3 separate regions of the Mus musculus genome follow, and all the other regions are linked to region 2. A link is a contact called in public HiCAR-type and promoter capture Hi-C data. All regions are on one chromosome and are shown on one strand. The core of a region is the stretch at or near the end of the contact, and the rest is flanking DNA. Distances in the headings are between cores, read along the strand shown. Region 1 holds the start of Terf1 (telomeric repeat binding factor 1). Region 2 holds the start of Slco5a1 (solute carrier organic anion transporter family, member 5A1). Region 3 holds the start of Arfgef1 (ADP-ribosylation factor guanine nucleotide-exchange factor 1(brefeldin A-inhibited)).

Evidence for each region. Promoter capture Hi-C pulls out the DNA fragments that hold promoters and counts their contacts. HiCAR-type assays count read pairs that join an accessible place to other places.
Region 1: a contact with region 2 is called in a HiCAR-type map of astrocytes, with 4 times the contacts expected there. The contact joins the promoter of Terf1 here to the promoter of Slco5a1 in region 2. A contact is called at or near these places in 2 of 39 promoter capture datasets (embryonic stem cells and pre-B cells) and 1 of 115 datasets of contacts at active chromatin or transcription factors (astrocytes).
Region 3: a promoter capture Hi-C map of hippocampal neurons shows a contact between it and region 2, with 12 times the contacts expected there. The contact joins the promoter of Arfgef1 here to the promoter of Slco5a1 in region 2. A contact is called at or near these places in 2 of 39 promoter capture datasets (hippocampal neurons and pre-B cells), 1 of 484 Hi-C or Micro-C datasets (embryonic stem cells) and 1 of 115 datasets of contacts at active chromatin or transcription factors (astrocytes).

What each region holds. Positions count from the first base shown.
Region 1 is chr1:15,803,980-15,807,218 of GRCm38.p6, forward strand. It overlaps Terf1 (telomeric repeat binding factor 1), which reads left to right and starts at 1,667. Exons shown (of 10, transcript NM_009352.3): 1 at 1,667-1,978. The coding sequence starts at 1,699.
Region 2 is chr1:12,989,729-12,992,758 of GRCm38.p6, forward strand. It overlaps Slco5a1 (solute carrier organic anion transporter family, member 5A1), which reads right to left and starts at 1,407. Exons shown (of 9, transcript NM_172841.2): 1 at 1-1,407. The coding sequence starts at 767.
Region 3 is chr1:10,231,130-10,234,266 of GRCm38.p6, forward strand. Arfgef1 (ADP-ribosylation factor guanine nucleotide-exchange factor 1(brefeldin A-inhibited)) reads right to left here and starts at 1,541. Exons shown (of 38, transcript NM_001102430.1): 1 at 1,242-1,541. The coding sequence starts at 1,365.

The DNA of each region.
Region 1 (3,239 bases), core at 417-2,916, 2.8 Mb after region 2:
AGTAAGAGGGAGAGAGGAGAGGAGACGAGACGAGAAAACAGAGAGGAGAGAGGAGAGAAGACAAAGAGAGGAGAGATGGTGAGAGTGAGGGGTAAGAGGGAGACAAGAGTAAGCAGTAAGAGCGTAACAGCCCTTTTTATGTTCTTTACTGTTGTTAGGTAACTGGGGAGGAGTTGAGCCTGAAGGTCAAAAGCTAGGGCCATTGCCTACGTGACTACTGAACATGCTTCTCTTGTGGGGGCTGTGTGTGTGTGTGTGGGGGGGGGGGCGGTAACTTAGGCAGGAGCCAGAGTTCCAGGAGCATGAGGGAACGCCTACTGTGTCATGAAGGTGCATTATGACCATCGGGGTTAAGACCTCAGCTCAACTGGAGACCAACCTGCAATTCCCCACAGGGTAGAACCCCCAAATAATATTTACTGCAACACCATCTCTAGAGCCTGGGGGTAATATGCCCTCATGGTCATGAAAGACCCACAATGTGAGGGCTCCCCCACGTTCTGACTCAGGAGAGGCGACACCCCAAAATCACCCACAAGAAACGGGTCTTGCTGCAAATTGCAAGAGGATTTTTTATTCAAGAGCGCTCTCGGGCCCATGGTCATACACCACGCAGGGGTAGAGGACCGTGGCGCCCCAGTAGCTGGGTAAGGGGGTATTTAAAGGAAGAAACCGAAACTCAAGGAAGTGGGGAGGGCGTTGTTGGAAGATACCAAAGATACCAGTTAAGAGTCACAAGGAAGTGTAAAGTTAATAGAGTCACAAGGAATACCTGGTAATTGTTAACTCTCAAGACAGCTTCTAAGAGCCCCTAACAATAGCACATTTGCATTGCAGGTTCTGGTAATGGCCAGGGTGACTTTCTTTGAATGAGCACTCTTTGAACCCAGGAAGCGGGTGGGTAGAGGAATGTCGCTATCTCTTTTATGATTAGCATACCTTTACAAAGGCCACATTCCCAAGCCTGGGCCTAAAGGCCTAGAATTCTGTTTTTACGTTGTTATACTTTCATTCAATGCAAACATTGTACAGTAATAGTGATCAAAATGTGGTCCTGGGACTAACAGTCTCAGCATTCATGGGGAACTGACTAGACTTGCGAATTCCAGGGTCAGCACCATCCTACCCGCTCACCCCAGGCAGAACTTTAGTGAAAAATCAGAGCCCAGCAATTTCAGCTTTAATAACCCCGGATTTCAATAAAATGAACACATAGGGTAGAAAGACAGTGTGATTACAGTGTAACAGGGTTAAATGCTCATGTTTATGGCGACAAGTTAAAATTTCTGGTGCTGCTGCTGCCATAACGCTCAAGTGCTCCAGGCTGGCCTAGACTTTGTAGTTGAAGATGGCCCTAATTCCTAATCTTCCTGTCTCCACCTCCTGAGTGCTGCTGGGATTATAGACGCGCAGTGCCATGCAGTCAAAATCTGCAGTCAAAAACCTCTCGGTTTTAACTACCCTGTTTCCAGCGCAGATTGCATTTTTTAAAATGTATCTTAGCCTATCATCCAGAAGCTACACTATCCAAAACGCCTGGGCTCGGATCGACAAGGAATTTAGCAGTTCTCAGCCAATCGGAAGCCAAGCTCCAGCCACTAGCCCACCCTAGCGATGCGATTGGCTGACTTCCACGCCCACCGCGAGCAAATCAGCGCACGGCGCCAGCTGAGGCACGGCGAGCGCTTTCGGTTTAACATGGCGGAGACGGTCTCCTCAGCGGCCCGGGACGCGCCGAGCCGTGAGGGCTGGACAGATTCGGATTCTCCAGAGCAGGAGGAGGTGGGAGACGACGCGGAGCTGCTCCAGTGCCAGCTTCAGCTGGGGACCCCGAGAGAGATGGAGAACGCGGAGCTTGTGGCTGAGGTGGAGGCCGTGGCTGCGGGCTGGATGCTCGACTTCCTCTGCCTGTCTCTGTGCCGAGCCTTCCGTGACGGCCGCTCCGAGGACTTTCGTCGTACTCGTGACAGCGCCGAGGGTGAGTGCGGGCTCCCGGGCCGGAGGCTGCGTCGCGGCCGAGACCTGCTTGCCCCGCACACACCGGGGCGGGATCCCAGGCGGGAGACGGCGCGAAACCGGCCGCTTCCTGTTTGCTGGAAGTCCTGGCTCCCGCCCCCACGCCTTCCGCGTCCCCTGGACAGAATGTTTGTTTGTTTGTTTTAAAGGGAGCCAGCCCAGTTGCTACCGCTGCTTCTGGAGCCAAACTCTAACAGATGAATATAGAAACATTTAAGAAGGGCCGGGATGCGGCTGCCAAGGGAGGTAGTACAGCTTGTCAATGCTTATCTTGCAAGCCAGGGAACCTGCGTTTGATCCCCAGAGCCTATGCCATACACATATACTTACAGCGCTGGGAAGACCGGTGACTAGGGCTCACTGACCCCTGGCCCAACCCAATTTGGCAAGCTTTAGGCCAGTGGAAGGCCAAAAACAAAGGCCTGGGGAGGAAGGATTTTTAAACTCCAGGGGATCAAATTTCCGTCTTTTGGCCTCAACGGGCACTGTATACACATGTTACACAGACAGACGTGCAGGTAAAATACCCATATTCATAAAATAAAAATAAATGAATCTTTTGTTTAAATGTTTAAAAAGTTTGACAGTGCCTGAAAACTCAGACCCAAGTTTGTCTTCTGGCCTGTGTGTTGGTGAGAGACATCCAGGAATATGGTTGGCTTACCAGTGTACATATTCACTGCCAAGTGTATCTTTGTGTTTGTTCAAACACGCCTTTAATCCCAGCACTTGGGAGGCAGAGGCAGGCGGATTTCTGAGTTCCAGGCCAGCCTGGTCTACAAAGTGAGTTCCAGGACAGCCAGGTCTATACAGAGAAACCCTGTCCCGAAAAGCCAACCAACCAAACAAAAAAGAAATAAATGTTATAAAGTTGATTATGAATTGAACAAGTTCAATGGAAACCTTTACATATGTATACTACTTCCTAAAATACAAAGAACTTCATGGTATAAATTGCAAAGTAGTGATTTGATACATTTTATAATTTAGATGTGAATCTTGGTAAAAACAATTTTGAGTATCTGTTTCACATTTGAGTTATGGTTTGTTAGAACAGTAATATTACAACTTTTTAAAGATTTTTAAAAAATTAATTCGAATCTACAGTTCTAAATTTATGATCAGTTTTTGTTGAGTATTATATTAGGGTTCTCTTGAGTAACAACTTTTTAAGAATCCAGTAATGTTCGGTCTATGATGCTTGATATCGCCAGTATATGCCA
Region 2 (3,030 bases), core at 157-2,656:
TTGGGACAGGGAGGAGGCTCCAAGATGGCTGTGGAGTTGCCATTCTGACAAAGGCCATCGTTGGAGGCCGAAGCGTTCAACTCTTGGATTTGATAGGGGGGTGAGATAAAGTGAGGTAAAGCGAAGAGCGCAGCCCCGATGGCAATAAGAAGTCCACCCACTGCCAGCCATAGGGGCCTTCGCCCACGGCCACCAAAGTAGCTGACGAACACCACCACCACCAGGTTTCCTATATCAAAGCAGCTGACCAGCAGCCCTGACTCAGAACTCTTCAAGCTATAGCGCCTTTCGATGGTGGTGATGACACTGCTCAGGTACCCAGAGACCATTAACGCCTGGATGAAAGTCAGAAAACACATGCACACTAAGAAGCAGCGAGAATCCGTAAGGACCACGTAGAGACACCTTCTCTCCTGGAGTGTGGCCAAAGTGGAAGATACTGACACAGTTTTGCTGGGGTCCATCCTGTGGTTACAGTCCATGAGTTCCGTTGTAGTGCCTGCCGAAGTGGATGGAGCAGAAGGGCTGGGGACTATCAAGTTCCGTCCTAGATGCGTCTCCTGGCGACCTGGAGCTTCATTGCAACCCAAGGCCAGTTTGCCATCTGCATTCCCAGCACTGAAATTCTGCCGGCAGGAGGCGCTGTGCAGGACCGGTAAACTCTTAGACCTGAAGGACTCTGACTCGCACTTCTCTTGGACAGCTCCAACCGAAGACGGTGCCTCTAGCTGCTGTTGGGCCCGAGACTGCGCATCCCCTTCGTCCATGGCTCTTAAAATGTGATCGCTGATTCCATATAAGGCCTCCGGCACTTTTCATCCACCTGAACGAGGGGCTGATGCCCGGCCCACTCAGTCGTCTCCTCCTGAGACCCGGGCTGGGGATGGCAGAGCCTGGAAGCAAAACATCTCAGCAGCAGGGAGGTGCCCAGAGCATCCTGACCCGAGGCACAACAAGAAGCCACCTTGTACCGGGGGAGGTAAAGGTCCACGCGGTCCTTCGAGGAGTCCTGCTTGGTGTCCACTCTCAGGGATAGCTCGCGGTAGGCGCTTTGCGCGTCCGGTGCTCATCCCCTCCGCCGCCGCCTCTCAGACGGTGGCCAGAAGCTAGAGCGACCTGGGCCCAGTGTGGGGTCTCTTAGCGCAACTGTCCGAACAACATCCCACTTTGTGGCTCCAGGGGTGTTCGGTGCCCACCGCAAGGCTTGTGACACACAGGGTCGTGAAGCTGCCGACCTGTAAAGCAGAGAATTGATGGTCAGAGGGACGGATGCACTTGGGGCTGGCAACCCGGGGTCCGGTGACTAGTGCTAAGTAACCTCGTGGACCCCAGAGGGACCGAGGTGCTAGCCAGGAGCTGAACCGTGCAGGAGGGACCTGCAGAGACTGCAGCCTCAAGTCCCGGAACAATGAGCAGCAGGCGGTCCGCCAAGACTCTCGCTCATTGTCTGCGGCGGGCCTGCCCCCGCCCCGCCCCTTTTGCCTTAAACAGTGCGTTTGCTTTTATATGTTAATAATTATCAGCCTGGCAGCTCTGACTCAGAAGGCAGTGTCTTTTATTCGAGTGAACTAATAGCAACCTTCTGGTACTCCTACTCCATGACTCAAAATAGAAGATTCCCAGAAGAACAAAGGAAAGTTTTTTTTTTCCTTTTACAAGCACACAATACATTCCTGGTCTCAAATTTTAAAATACATTTTTAAGCGGTAGAAAGAAAACTACGTGTAGAAATATGTGTGCACACTTGTACACTGGCACGTGTGCGCGACGAGATGTGAATGCGTCCGCTCCATCAAACACCTACTTAAAGTCAAAGACAGCGCGTGGGGGGAGGGGATCAACATGCTTGCGTGGTTATTCTCTACACTAAAAATAGCCCCTTGCCGGAAAGAACTATATTCAATTACAAGTAACGAGGGCATTCGAGGCTGTGGCCCACGTTAAGTCCCAGAGCGCAAGGTTGAGCGAAACCGAAAATCAATTTGCTTTGCAAATGGTTGAGTGAAGCCACACCAAACAAAGAGACGCTGGCAAGCTGGCACAGCGTGCGCGGGGAGCCCACCGAAACGGCTCAACACAGGCACGCCGGCCCGGAGGTGTGCTATTTGCCAAGCACACCCTGAGAGCGTGAGGTGTGCGAAGGCCTGAAGTATAACACACACACACACACACACACACACACACACACACACACACACACGAGTTCACTTTGTGCGAGCCAGCGCTTGGTTTGAATTCAGCGAGCGCTAATACAGGTGCGCCTCCGCTGTAAACCCCATCCCTAATCTTGGGGAACCCTATACTCCTCCTGCCCCGGCGGCGAAGTGCACCAGATGGGAGGCATTGGGGTTCTGCTGCGTTGGGTTTCGTTCTGAGCTTTTGTGATGCTGCTGCGAAAAGAAAAAAGATGAGAGAGGCGGCTACAACATCTCCCAGTATTGTTCAGGACCGGACTGCCAGTGGCTTGCAAGCCGGCACTTGGGCTCCGCCCGCTCACCCCTGCGCCTTCCCGGGGAACTCCACCCGTGGCTGCACGCCGAGCTGGGGAATCCCGGCGTCGGAGCCCCTGGCTGAGGGAGCAGCCGCATCGCGACGCAGACTCGCATGGGATGGACACGCGGATCCCCGCCCCGAGCTCTCGGAACCAACGCGGAATCCTAGGGACATCCCCTCCGCGCGCGCGCACGCACACACACACACACACACACACACACACACACACACACACAGCCGGTGGGAGGACAGAACCGCCAGGCACAGCTCGCCGCTCTGCTAGGCGCACAAGCTTTCGCAACTCACTAGCGAGGGTGACGACCAATCTGCCGGGCTGGGAGAGGATCAGCCGCTGTAGGACGGCAGCGGTGGGGGAAGATGGGCCAGCCGCCTGCGGAGACCGTCTCGGTCCCGCCGCCGAGAAATCAGGGAGTGAGACTGCGAGTCGAGCTGGCTAACTCTTCCCCCAACCTCTGGCCTGTCACCCAAGCCTCTTCTCCCCAGGCAGACACACACGCACAGAGACGCGCCAGGACC
Region 3 (3,137 bases), core at 291-2,790, 2.8 Mb before region 2:
ACAACAAAACACCACCAACAAAAAGGACCATTTTTTGGTGGATGTTAAACAAATCCAGTTGATGTTTTTCATATTACTAAGTATTGAGAAAAAAAGGAGGAAGGGCGGCTGTAACATTTGGAGTAAGTTAAATGGTAGTCTTAAGTCAAAACTTAAATGCAAAATTGTCTCTAACCTATCTGGACCCCTTACTTTAGCATAAAGTTAGTTTGTCCCCTTTCAAAAATGTTTTTCAAAAATCACTTTTAACCATTTTCATTTCTTGCAAAGTTGAGCTGCTCTGGTCCAGGGCTATAAACAAAAGGGTAAGCATCACAAATTTATCTGTGTTAAATGTTCTGGCTTCTCCCTTAACAATTCTCTTATTGATGGATGCACTAGACCTACCAAACCTACCGCAAACAAATCGTTATCTGCCTACAATGGTTTTATAGGTATTGTTTGGGATTTGCCCTGCTGTGGCTTCATTACACTAGACCTCTTCTGTCTGAACTATAAATCACAACTGAAGCTTGAGAACAGCTGCCACTGTCCAGACATGTGGCTGGTGGGTGTCATTGTCTTTCTCTTTTCTCTCATTTCACACACACCCCTTTCTGTGTTACCTAAAGTCAATTTATCTAAAGGTTCTTTCCTTCCACATTTCCACACAGACACGGCCACCGCCACCCCCTTAACCTCTAGTCTTGTTCTTCCAGGTCAGCCCAGTAGGTTACATTACTACTCTTTTTTCCTGTAGCTGGGGCAGAGAGATGGCAAACTCGAGGCACCTTTTGCAACCCCCTTTCTCGAGACTGTCAACGAGGGAACAACTTCAACCTTTCTTCCCAAAGTACCACGCCAAATCATAAAGTTATTGTAATTGCAATACGGAACCCTCCCCCACGCTCAGTCTCGTCAGATCGGCCCCACCTCAATTTCTAAGCTAATAAACAACAGCTCATCTTCTGCTCCATCACAAAGGATGACATTCTGTCCGCACCGCAGGGGCCACCAACAACCCTCCCCCCATCCCGTCCTGTGGACCACTCGAAGCCAGGTGCCTCGCGATCCGTAACCATCTCGAGTTCCAGGGGCCCCGGCTGGCCGCCTATCCTCCTCCACTCAGCCGGTGCCCCGCGTCCAGCCGAGTTGCTGTCAACTCCAGTCGGGCGGCCAGCAGGGCTCCCCGGACGAGCCGCCCGCCACGCCGCCCACCTCTCGCGGCCGGCACCCCGCGCCGCGGCCTCCTCCGGGCTCACCTAGGGCCACCTCGCACGCTTTGCGCAGCTGGGAGTGATGCGCCTTCTTCACTTCCTTGTCGGCCAGAATCTTCTCCAGGGCCCGGGTCAGGAACATGTTCTTCGTCTTCTTGCCCTCATACATGGACGCGGAGGAGGCGGCGGCGGCGGCGGTCCCGGCGGCTGGAGGGAAGGCGGAGGAGGGGGACGGGGACCGGGATGAGGACGGGGAGGGAGAAAGGCGAGGAGGTGGCGGTGGGGGCGAGGAGGCGTGGAGGGCAGCGGCGGCACCAGGAAGCGGCCGGCGACGCGGAGCGGCCGCGGGGCCGCCAAGGGCGTCGAAAGCCTCGCCACGCTCGAGGGGCCGCCGTTCGAGGGCCGCGCCCGTCCGGCCTCGGCGCCGTCGGCCCGGGGGTCGCTTCCCGGCCGCCCGCCTCACTCGTCCCTACGGCCCGGCGGCGGCGGCACTCGGCCCGGGCGGCCGTCTTCCCGGGGCCGAGGGCCTAGGTGGCGGCGCCTCACACTGCCAGCAGGCGCGAGGCTGCCCTAGCTACCGTGGGGACCAGCATCCGCCGCAGCCGCCGACTGGCCTCCATCACCGCCGACCTGCCCCGGACGCCATGTTGAGAGGAAACGACGCGTCACGCAGCGGCCGAACGGCTGCGGAGAGGAAGCGGCGGCGGCGGCGGTGCCAGCGCCAGCCCAGAGCTGCCGCGGCGCCGAGAGGCAAGGGGCGGAGGGCGGCGCGGGAGGAGCGGCCGGAGCTGCAACTCTACGGCGGCCCGGCGGGGACTCGCCGCCTCCCGCGTTCGCCTGCAGGGCAGCGTGGGGCGTGGCGGGCGTCCTGCTGCGCGGCACGGCGTGGCGCGGGGCTTCTGCTCTTGCGGGCTACTGGGATGCGTGATCGGAGCACAGGGGCGCTCCCAAGGCCGGGACGACAGGACCCCTGCCTACCGTGCACGGGCTTCCCCAACTTTCTGGACAGCCGGTCGCCGGGGAGCAAAGTTCCTCGCGGTCCTAGGGCCACAGGAACACCCGCGTCGCTCCCTCAGGCGCACCTGGTTTCCGCCTGCCACACGGGGTCTAAATTTCCTTCTCAGGTGTAGGAAATTGCTATCCTTGACCGATACTTTCAATTACTTCAAGATGGATCTCTTTTGCAAAACGTAAGCTAAAAACCACTGGGCGAAGATTCAGGAATATTTTCACTTTTTAAATCTCTCAATAGGGTAAATCAGTAAACCCTAGGTTTCATGCCCTTTTCTGATTGACACTGAAGTTAAGGTGAGTGCTTCTGACTCAGGTACCGCACAGAGCCCTCCCGTTCTCTACCTTTAATCCGGAGTTTTCAGAATGGAAAAGCTTTAAGAACAGATACTCCTGACCATACTGTGCCTGCTTTAATGCCACAGAACTCAAATTTCCGCATTGCTTCTGAGAGAAAACGTTAAGAATCCCATGAAATAAATGCAGCCGGTTTACAGGGGGTTCCATGCTATTGCGTGTCTCCAGCAACATGGGATCCCGGTTAGGATACAGCTTTTGCTTTCTTTTCCTTAGAGTGTGTTAGCTGTGGATTTATATTAATGCAGCAATCAGAATCCAAAGGTGTGAACGCTGCAAAGTGACAAGACTTGAGACGTATGAAAAGCCAAAGGAAATAAAAATGGGAAATCTGAAGGTGACATACAATTAAAATGGACAGATACATCAAAATGTGGTTGTCCTGAGAAATCTACAAATCCATTACCTTCATCTTAAACACTAAAATCTTCGAAATTAGAGATTCATTTTGCTCCTACATCAAATATAATGTACATTCTGTTATACATCAGGGAAACATACTCCATTTCTAATTTGTCTTTGCTTCCTAATGCTAGGGTTAAACCAGGTTTCATTGAAAGTACTATCTGAGCC